Regions from separate parts of the Mus musculus genome. Here all the other regions are linked to region 1. The links are chromatin contacts, called in public promoter capture Hi-C maps. All regions are on one chromosome and are shown on one strand. The core of a region is the stretch at or near the end of the contact, and the rest is flanking DNA. Distances in the headings are between cores, read along the strand shown.

Region 1 (3,249 bases), core at 650-3,149:
TAGGGGCCTGGCTAGTACACAGACATCCCAACTCTAGTGAGGCATATGCTGTCTCTTGATAGAAGGATGAAGGAAGGAGGGAAGAGGAAGTGGGGGATGGAAGGAGAGAATGAAGAGAAGAGGGACAAAAGAGAAGACCACAGGACCAGGAAGCTCCAGTTAGACCTCTGTCCCCAGGAGGCTTTGGAGGGCTGGCCAGGGTCACAGTCTTGAGATGGATGAGGGGATCTCAAGGTGAGATGCAAAGAAGGCTGAGTCATATGTGGGGCTAGTTCTTAACTGAAGGCATGGGCTGAAGCATAGCATTGGGATGGCGGACGGGGGGGGGGGGGGGCAGCGAGCCCTGCGTAGGCACGTGAGAGGATGAGAGAGGAGTGTGCCATGCACATACGTGGCCAGGGCGGTAGCCGAAACTTTGGGCATCTTGCAGGGGCATCTGGCGAGCAGGAAACCGGGCATCTGGCCTCAGGGAGGGAAGACCACCAGACTGCGAAGTTCCAGGAAGCCCAGAGTTACTTGGAAAAGGGAATGTAACCCTGGGGCCCCCATGCGGCCCGGGTTGGGCATGCTAGAGAGCCAGAGGAAAGGAGATGTGGGGCTCTCGTGTTTCATGGCTCTCCTTCCCCTGGCAGGGTCTAGCTGGGCCCTGGCAAAGGATCAGAACTCAACACTGGACTGGGTCTGACCCAATGCCGGGCTGGTCCTAATGGGGATGCAGGCTCCCCACTCTCCCCAGACCACTCTTCTCTCCTGGGTTTGGGCTATTTTGCCTGCATCTACCTCCACTTAAAACGCCTCCTTCCAGAACTTTCTGGCAGAAAAAAAAATCCTGACTTCCCAAGTCCTCATGCAAGCTCTGCACTCTTTCTGAACCTTCTAGTCAAACCAAGAGCTATTGACCTCCCCTGTCCACTAGAGCTCTTCTCAATACATATCCTATCACTTGGGTCACACTGGAGGTAACCGCTCCACGCTAACTGAATATTCACAAAAGTTGCACACATCTAAGATAGGAATACATATGACATAACACTCCTAACCTATTAGGCGATAAAAAGAAGACTCCACAGCTGTTGTTCCCTGAAAGTCCGGAGACATTACATGGTGAGCTAAAGCAACTGAGCAAGACTCTGGGCCAGCCCGGAGATAAGGTTCCCTCGCATACCTACAGAAAAGTTTTCACATGGCTGGGGGCTGTGAGATCATTGATATGGACAGCTAGCTCTGAACTTGGAAGAATCCGGGGTGAAAGGGCTACTAGGATCACAAAATAGGTTAAGAGATGTGGGTACGTAGTTATATAAACAACACACCCCAACCTGTAACCTGCATTTGGGGCCTCTTGTCCTCCCCCTACACCAAGCCCTTTCTGGGATGAGGGTCATGCCCAGTGGGCTGGAAGAAATGACTGGGGTCTAGCTTGGGAGGGCAGAAAGAAGGTCAATAAGGAAGAGAAGACGGGGTGGGTGAGGCGCATCTGACAGAATACTCTAACTGGAATGTTCTAACATTCCCGGGCCTGGGAAACTGAGGCTCGTCAAGGGGAAGTCATCCACCTAAGGCGACGCTGCGCGCTGAAGGTAGCGGCAGGGTTTGAACCTCTGTGAGTCCGCTTTTGCGAGGCCTGGGAAAAGGACAAAAAGGAGGACTACAGGGGCCGCGGCGCGCCGGCTTCACCTGGTAGTTGTCCAGCTGCTCTTCAGTGAAGATGGTCTGCTTGTTCCCCATGGTGACCGCGATGGTATGGGTGGCCGCGGCGTCGTCTCTCGCCCTTTCGAGTGCTGCTTCCCATCGGCGGCGTCTGGAGCCCCGAGCCCGGTGCCCGCGGCCCTTGCCAGCCCGGGAGCGGGCAGCGTCGCCAGCCTAGCCTGGCCCGCTCCGCTGGGTCCCGCAGTTCAGTGGGAGGGGTGCAGGGGCTGGGAGGCAAAGGCGGGGCCGGGGGCGGGGCGGGCCTAGGCGGGGGCGGGGGCCGGATTGGGGCGGAGGCGCAGCCTGGTGGAAGGAGGCGGGGCCCGAGAGGTGACTTCTCCCTGGAGACAGAGGCCTGCTCAGTCTATGCTGCTGCAGCACACTGAGGTGGCCAAGCGGTGGCCTCATAGGGCCGCCTGACTACTGGACACTGAGTGCGCCTCCCGTTCCAACCAGCACACTGACTGGCACCCCGGGTCGGTCCTGGCGATTGTGAGCCTGAAAATCCCATGGATTAGTGTGGTAGAACAGGCACAATCCTCCGGCCTCTGATCCTAGACTGAGAATAGGTGTGTTGTTGAGCTTGCGGGATTACCCAAGTCAGGTCCATCCTCAAAAAGCCGACATACACGCAGTCAAACACTCAAATCATAAAATAACTTTTTAAAAAAGGAAACAGACGAAGCAAACTCTACCTCAGCAGAGGAATGGGCTCTGGTAACAATAGGTTACACTACTCAGTTGGTTCAAGACCTTAAGGAAAGTAACTAGATCACTCCCTACATCCACTCTGCTAAGTGAGGCCTTCACGAAATTTAATAATGCAGGCAGGGTAGAGGAGGTTAACCAATACCCTCCTAAACGATTGGCTATCTTCAGCCGCCCCATCAAGGTGACCGCTAGGAAAAGCCCTCCAGACACACGGAAGTTCAGGAGTCCTGGCAACTCTGGGACCTATCAGTGGCCCACAAGGAAGGCTACTAGCAATGGAGTTGTCCTTACTGTCTATTCTTGGGACAGCTGGGCTGCATGAAACCTGAGTCAAAGGCTCCTGGTGGCTCCGCTGGGAGGCAAGTCCATCATGGGCTGCCAAAACTGAGATTAGCTACATGAGTATGGTCTCCTGTAATCCCAGCCCTCGAGACAGAGGCAGGAAGATCAGAAGTTCAGGGTTATCCTTAGCTGATTCAGGCCAACTTGTAGTACATGAGACTATATCTCAGAAAACAGAATATAGTAACTAAAAGCAATTTAGCTGAGAAATAGTGTAGTGGCAGAGAGCTAGCCTAACATTCATGAGGCCCTGGGTTCAGTCCCTAGCACCACCAAAAAAAAAAACAAACAAAAGCGACATACCAGTATTGTCCAGTTTTGCCTGGCTTACATCACTTTGGGGCCGTGTTGTTCTACTCTTTTTTTTTTTTTTTTTTTTTTAATGAGTACACCATTGCTCTCTTCAGACACACCAGAAGAGGGCATCAGATCCCATTACAGATGGTTGTGAGACACCATGTGGTTTCTAGGAATTGAACTCAGAACCTCTGGAAGAGTAGTCAGTGC
Region 2 (3,236 bases), core at 125-2,624, 370 kb before region 1:
AGCTGTCACTTCCAACTGCCTTGTTCAGAGTCTCAGCACATTTGTGAATGTGTGGTCACTATGGTTTTGAAACAGGCCTTGTTGGATAGCTTACAGAGCTAGAAACTGGTGATAGTGTGAGGAACTCATACCTAAACTTAAAGACACTGTCTGAAATTTCTGTTTGTTCTGAATTAACTTAATAATTGATCATTTCAGCCCCGGTGGCAAAATGGTTCACTGAGATTATCAGAAGAATTATATTAGTCTCTGCTTTCGACTGACACAAAGACCTTGGAATAATTCTGTCCGACTCTGATGCTCCCAGAGAATGGGCCTTGTCCCTATTCTTCTCCCAATAGCCAGTTCTCATTCAACCCTTATGGCACCATCACCATCACCACGCTGCCAATAAAAGAAATGAAGAATACGATTGAGAGAAAGGATAAACGCAAGCAAGGGAGGGGAAGGTGTCCCTGAGGACAGAGGGCAGAGGGGAAGGAAGAGGACGCGAGAGAGGGCAGCCCAGAGGCGCTTCGCCGGCTGGCACAGCAGAGCTGGAATCTATTAGAATCGGGTGGTGCTTGTTTTAATTTAGCCAAAAATTCTAGAACTTGACCCTGCCTACTCCATGTCAAACCTCCCAAAGCACTGCCCAGACTGGAGGGAGCATCTAACACCCATTTGTGATGTGGTCATCTGTCGTGGGCAGGTGATCAGTTTACCATGTCCTAATCTTCACAAGTCCAGCTTGTGAGCTGTGCTTCTTCTTCGAAGAAGAGCAATTTTGCTCTTCTTACAAAATAAATAAACAAACAAATAAAATAAAATAAATAGATAATGCATGCCACAGACCAAAAAGCCCCGTGAAACTCTTTCTGTTAGTGTAGAATTAAAGCAACAGCTTACCTGGTATTGAAGACGAGCTCTCACAATTCCAAATCAGGAGAAGGAGGCCCATGATCAGCAGGAGTGGCATGGCACTGACAGTCACAGTTTCCGGGACCATGATGGTGACATTATACTGCATGGGGTTCAGCATTTCCAAGAACATCTTGCGCTATTTGGCCTCAGAAGAAAAAAAAAAAAGTAAAGTTCTATGGGAAGAAAGCAGTGGTGGAGTTAGAACGTAACCCAGCGGTTTGGCTGTGGCTCCTGTCACTTGGAAGGGTGCTGGATTGGAGAGATGGGCATTTTGTTTTATAGTGATTGGACACTTAGACAAGACAAATTTGTGGTTACAAGTCAAAACAAGGATGACCTTGGGAGGCTCAGGTTCTGTTCAACAGTTGGTCTGATAGAACCTTATCATCTCGCCCTTGAGTTAGTAGAGTGACGTGCTCAATTGAGAGTCAACTCTCTGAAGTTCATTCCAGAGGAACAATCACAATGCTGTGATTTCATCAGCAGCATTTGCTGAGGCAATCCTCCTTATTAAAAGCAAACTCAATTAACAAAACAAATCATGAGCAGGAAAAGGCTCCCGTACCCAAGTCTAACAACCTGAGTTCATCCCCCAGGACACACACACACTATAAATATATAATTATAAAAATAAATCAACATACACAATGTCCTAATTCCTACCCATAATCAAAATTATTTTCCCGGACTGTACCCTTCTACAGAAAGAATGCATTTCTTGGGCACCATCAAAGTGTTCAGAGAGTCTTCATTAGGGCATCTATGAAATTCAAGATATGTTACTCATGGCAGTCTTTGGTGGCTTTAATGAGGATCTAGAACTAGGACCATAGGCTGGTTAAACAGTGTTCATGGGGGTCAGCAGGAGAGGCAGTGGGGATGGAAGGGGCACGAATAAAGAGGGAGAAAGAAGGAGGCTGGAGAGATAGCTCAGTGGTTAGGAACACTGGCTGTTCTTCCAGAGATCCTGAGTTCAACTTCCAGCAATCACATGGTGGCTCACAACCATCTGTAATGGGATCTGATGTCCTCTTCTGGTGTGTCTGAATACAGCTACAATGTACTCACATACATAAAATAAATAAATCTTTTTTTAAAAGAGGGAGAAAGGAAAAATGATGGAGTGGGCAGAGAACAGTAAGAGTAGTGTGCCCTGCAGTGACTCAGGTGCCACTCAGCCATCTGTTCCTAGTGATGACTTGTGCCCTGTGCAGGTCATTCCTCTTTAGGCTGAGCTGCTGGACCTGCAGGTTTCAACAACAGCATGCTGAGGTGTCTTCAGTCAGGTTTTATCAAAAACTCTTACAGGGAGGAGCTTTAGAGATGGCAGTAGTTAAAAACAAAAACAAAACAAAAAGCAGAAACAAAAAAGCCAAAAACTTAAGTTTGAGAAGCTTGTATCATTTTCATCAAATGCATTTTCCAATGGCAGATGACCCACTCCAAGCTTATGTAGTAGATACAGGCAGAAAATTTTGGCTGAGTTTGACCTGAGTTTGACCTCACACTGGAACTCTATGTCCACAAAAGTGATTTCAAATTGGACATCAGGAGCTCTGTGGATTCCCTGATGTGCTGCAGAAATTTTTGAATGGGCTCACATACACTTTTTTTTTTTAAATATATTATTTTTATGTGTGTGTTTGCATGGGTGTATGCACATATTTATGCAGGTGCTTGACGAGGCCAGAAGAGGGAGCTAGAGTCACAGGCACGTGTGAGTTGCCTGCCATGAGGGCTGGGAACCGAAAGTGCACATTCCTGTGAGCAGCCAGCACTCTTAGCCGTGGAGTAGGGTCTCTCCAACCCACACATGCACTTTTGAGGGGAGAAAGGCCATACCTTTCACCAGACTCTAGGGCACTATGTAATAACATTTCTCCCCTGACCTCTACGCAACCTTTGGTTTCTAGCAACCACAGAAATTTCACAATTGAATTTATTCAGTTTGTTCTTCATTTGTTAACTCATTATATTACGCTACCATTCAATAATAATTAAGTTCAAGACACTGGAAAAGTGTCTGTGCATATGATGAGCAGTCTAATTGTTACAGTTTTCCAGTTGCTCTGAGTGGGAAATGAAGAGTCGGCAGCTGTTTGTAGCTGCTCCCTTTGTTAACTTTGGACAGTTTTTTTTTTCTCTTGCAGAGAATAAAATGCTCAACAGAAAAAGGAAGCAGGCCAATGAGATAGCTTAGGGGGTAAAGGCACTTGCAGCCTGTATTTGAGCCCCGGAACCCACAAGGTAGAAAGAGAGAACCAACTCTTATACTGTCCTCTGACCTCCACAATGGCACTGAAGCATTTGAACACACACACATACACATAGAC
Region 3 (3,329 bases), core at 788-3,287, 490 kb after region 1:
TTTTATGATTGGGGGTCACCACAACGTGAGGAACTGTATTAAAAGGTCACAGCATCAGGAAGGTTGAGAACAACTGCCCTAGACCATTTAGGCTCTAGCAAGTCAAACAAAGCCAGGTCCAGGGGTTTCTTTAAGACAGAAGCCCTCCCTGCCCCCTGTACTTGCTTATATACCCCTGCTAACTTGCCCCTGAGGGAGGTTGCTCTGCTGGGCCTATCACTTGTGTCTGTGTTTGTTAGCATGCCTGTGGATGGGGCAGAGAAGTGAAATGACCAGCAGGGCTGTTATGGCTGAAATGCACCCCCTCTTTTCACCTCCAAAGGGAACCCTAAGAGCACATAGGCAGACTTTGCCATCTACTCCTAATGCTTTCCAGAGCCTGTCAGATCCAAGAGATAAGTAACATGTCAGAGGGTCACCACCAGCTCCTGAGGGCTTTCACGGAGTCAAACTTTATACAGTTAAGCAGATAAACCACCACTAGAGGTCATCGTGATACAATGTTGAAAAAAAAAAAAAAACGAGAGCCCCATTGGCTGCTGCACAAGGTCTTGCCTTTGGAGATTTTCCTTGGCAAGAATGCTCCCTTGAGGAAAAGGAGAAAGGTTGAGAATCTGATAGGATTCTTAACCATAGTGGAATTGTGAGTGTCTCTCTGTGTGTCCAGTCTGAGAAAGCATATCCAATCTAGAAATAGAGAGCTATCTGGGGATGCAACGGTTAACAGAATCTCATTGGCAAGTGTGTATCTGAAGGGCAGGGCTTGCCAGGTGAGGGCATGTGCTTAGTGAAGGAGGGGCCTGTGAGATGCAGATATGTGCTCGCTAAAGGGTGGCTGTGAGCATCTTAGAAACTCAGAATGCTGTCTTAGAAGGAACTCACCAAATGCTATCAGTGCTTCTCCAATCACAGGTCAGAATCACCTGGCTATATAAAAGCCAATTCCCCAGCTTCCATTTCCAGAGGTTCAGATCCCCTGAGCCTAGGCTGGGGTTCAGGAGTCTGTAGAGGAAGGTGCAGACAGCCTAGTGGGACCATACTTCAGAAATACTGCCAGTGTTTGTCAGATGACAGGCAAGGCGGATTGTTGTCATGGAACAGATAAGGAGCTTGAGAGAGGGTAACAGAATAGGGGCACCCAGCAGTGATCCAAAGCCATAATGCATACTGTGCCAACACTACTTTGATTGGGAGACCTTGACTGTTCCCCACTCCTAATTCTAGTACCTTCTGGATGTGATCTTTATGGGAGGAAGATGCAGCCTTGGTTCTCTGGGTCCATTGGAGCTCAGAGGACAAGCTGGTGTGCACACAGCTTGAGGTGGTGGGGGTAGAAGCTACGAAGGACCTTGGAATTTAAGGGGGAGGGTAGCTGAGTCTGGAAGAAACCCTCACTGTGTCTGAGTGAACCTGGGGAGGAGAGCTGAGAGAGTCTCTTCAGTGTCAATGCTAAGTTTGTGAGCTGCAGACCCCAGTTCATCAACCTGCCCTCAGCTAAGCAGGGTTAGGGACCAGCTATGGCAGTGCCCACCATATATGTGATATCTGGAAGACCTGCCCCAAAGTGCAAAAATACTTCGCACATATGGAATGCTAGTGTCTTGGTGACCCCTCTCTCTCTCCAAACAGCAGGCTTGCTCCCACACATTTATACCGTAGCAAGTTCATCACTTCACTAGAGTTGAAAGAGCCTCGGAGGACCCTTTGGGGACCTCTTAGCTCTGGGACTGATCTGCACTGCCCAGCTTGAAGACACTCGTCAGTGATGGTGACCTGGCAGCATGGAATAAGGTAGCGGGGACCCCAAACCTCACAGGCCACCCACCCAAGCCAGCCTGCATCCCCATAGGGCTTGCCCCGCCCACTCCCCAGCTGGTCCGGCCACTCCTCCCACACTGCGACCCTTGTCCCTCCCACCTTCTCTAAAAAGAACTCACCAGGCTGAAGCAGAGCGAACAGAGAGACGAGGAGCAGGGGCGTACCCCTCATGGCCGGCCGGGTGGCTGCCGGTCACCCCACAATGGAACCGCGAGTGAGCGTCTGTCCCAGCTGGCAGTCTCTCTGTGCCCGGCGGCACTAGGACCCGATGGAGCCTGTGCTCCCCACCTGGGAAGCTGCTGTGGGTCCCACCCACTTAGAGGACTGAACTGGAGTTTGGGGTAGACCCAGAGCAGGGTGTGTCTGGGGGAACCTGTGGCTATGGATGATGGTCCCGAGACTTTCTCACACTCAGGAGCCGGGTAGTGCGTGGCACTCGGGAGGGTGGACTAGCTCTTGTCTCATTCGTCTTGGGGACTGGGGAAGGGGTGGAGTTACAGGGTAAGGGAGGGTCTGAGAGGGCAGGCTGCGTCCCCCTCACCCATCTTAATCTTAGCCTGGCTTACCCAAGGCAGTTTAAGTGGCTGAAAGAAGCATACATTAGCCTTTCCCACTCCTAGGTGGTCCACGCTAAGTTTCAGGATCTAAAGTTAGAGGACAAGTCAAAACAGCCCTGCACCTGGGACAACTAAGGGGCACCCAGCAGCTTCAGGGGCAAAGTGAACAGAGCTTACTTGGCCTGGAGAAGGGACGACCTCTGGACCTAAAAATAAGGCAGAAGTCCAGTCGCTTTCCCCGATGATTTCTTCTTGCTATAATCTGACATGTTGGCACGGGAGTTTAAAAACAAAAGCAAACCAACAAGCACAGAAGTCGATGAAATGCCTTGAGGATGGTTCCGAGAAGATAGGTCTGAGGACATCCTCTCCTCCTTAAACTGCGGCAATAACAGATTCACAGGGTGAACCCACAGACCTAACAGGACTGAAAATAAGTTCGTCTTCTCCCTGAACCCAAACCGGGAAAGAGATGTAGAAAGCCAAAGCCTGTGACCTGTGGGGCTTTGGAAGCTAAAGGCAAGGGTAGGTCCTTTCACATAAAGTGGAACTAGCAGACCCTTGGTAAGAGCCAGAAATCACCCCAGTCCTCGACAGGATGCTGGGGTGTGGGGTGTGAGAGTTTGCTTGCTGATAGTTGTCTGTAGTCCTGACTGTCTAAGGTATGCTCTGTTATCTCTGATGGGCCACAGGATGGGCGGTAGGTAGAGGCGGGGAGAGAGAGCATATTGAAGATTCTGGAGAAAGCAAAAGGACTAAAGGTGAGGGGAAGGAGACAAAAGAGAGTAATTGGGAGGGTGTGGTCAATGACCAAAACTTATTATATACATATGTATGACAATCTCATAACGAACATTTTTTTTTTTTGAGACAAGGTCTCACTATGTAGCCCTGGCTGTCCTGGAACTTGCTATGTAGGCTAGGCTAACCTCAAACTCACAGAGTTCCCCCTGA

The links. Promoter capture Hi-C pulls out the DNA fragments that hold promoters and counts their contacts.
Region 2: a promoter capture Hi-C map of embryonic stem cells shows a contact between it and region 1, with 2.3 times the contacts expected there. The contact joins the promoter of Cyp19a1 here to the promoter of Cib2 in region 1. A contact is called at or near these places in 1 of 39 promoter capture datasets (embryonic stem cells), 9 of 484 Hi-C or Micro-C datasets (the HL-1 cell line, LSK cells, brown adipocytes and 3 more), 1 of 115 datasets of contacts at active chromatin or transcription factors (craniofacial prominence) and 1 of 9 other capture datasets (embryonic stem cells).
Region 3: a promoter capture Hi-C map of neural stem cells shows a contact between it and region 1. The contact joins the promoter of Chrnb4 here to the promoter of Cib2 in region 1. A contact is called at or near these places in 4 of 39 promoter capture datasets (embryonic stem cells, liver, neural stem cells and 1 more).

The regions. Positions count from the first base shown.
Region 1 is chr9:54,558,291-54,561,539 of GRCm38.p6, forward strand. Cib2 (calcium and integrin binding family member 2) reads right to left here and starts at 1,900. Exons shown (of 6, transcript NM_019686.6): 1 at 1,678-1,900. The coding sequence starts at 1,728.
Region 2 is chr9:54,192,369-54,195,604 of GRCm38.p6, forward strand. It overlaps Cyp19a1 (cytochrome P450, family 19, subfamily a, polypeptide 1), which reads right to left and starts at 1,375. Exons shown (of 9, transcript NM_007810.4): 1 at 889-1,375. The coding sequence starts at 1,033.
Region 3 is chr9:55,046,507-55,049,835 of GRCm38.p6, forward strand. It overlaps Chrnb4 (cholinergic receptor, nicotinic, beta polypeptide 4), which reads right to left and starts at 2,038. Exons shown (of 6, transcript NM_148944.4): 1 at 1,938-2,038. The coding sequence starts at 1,989.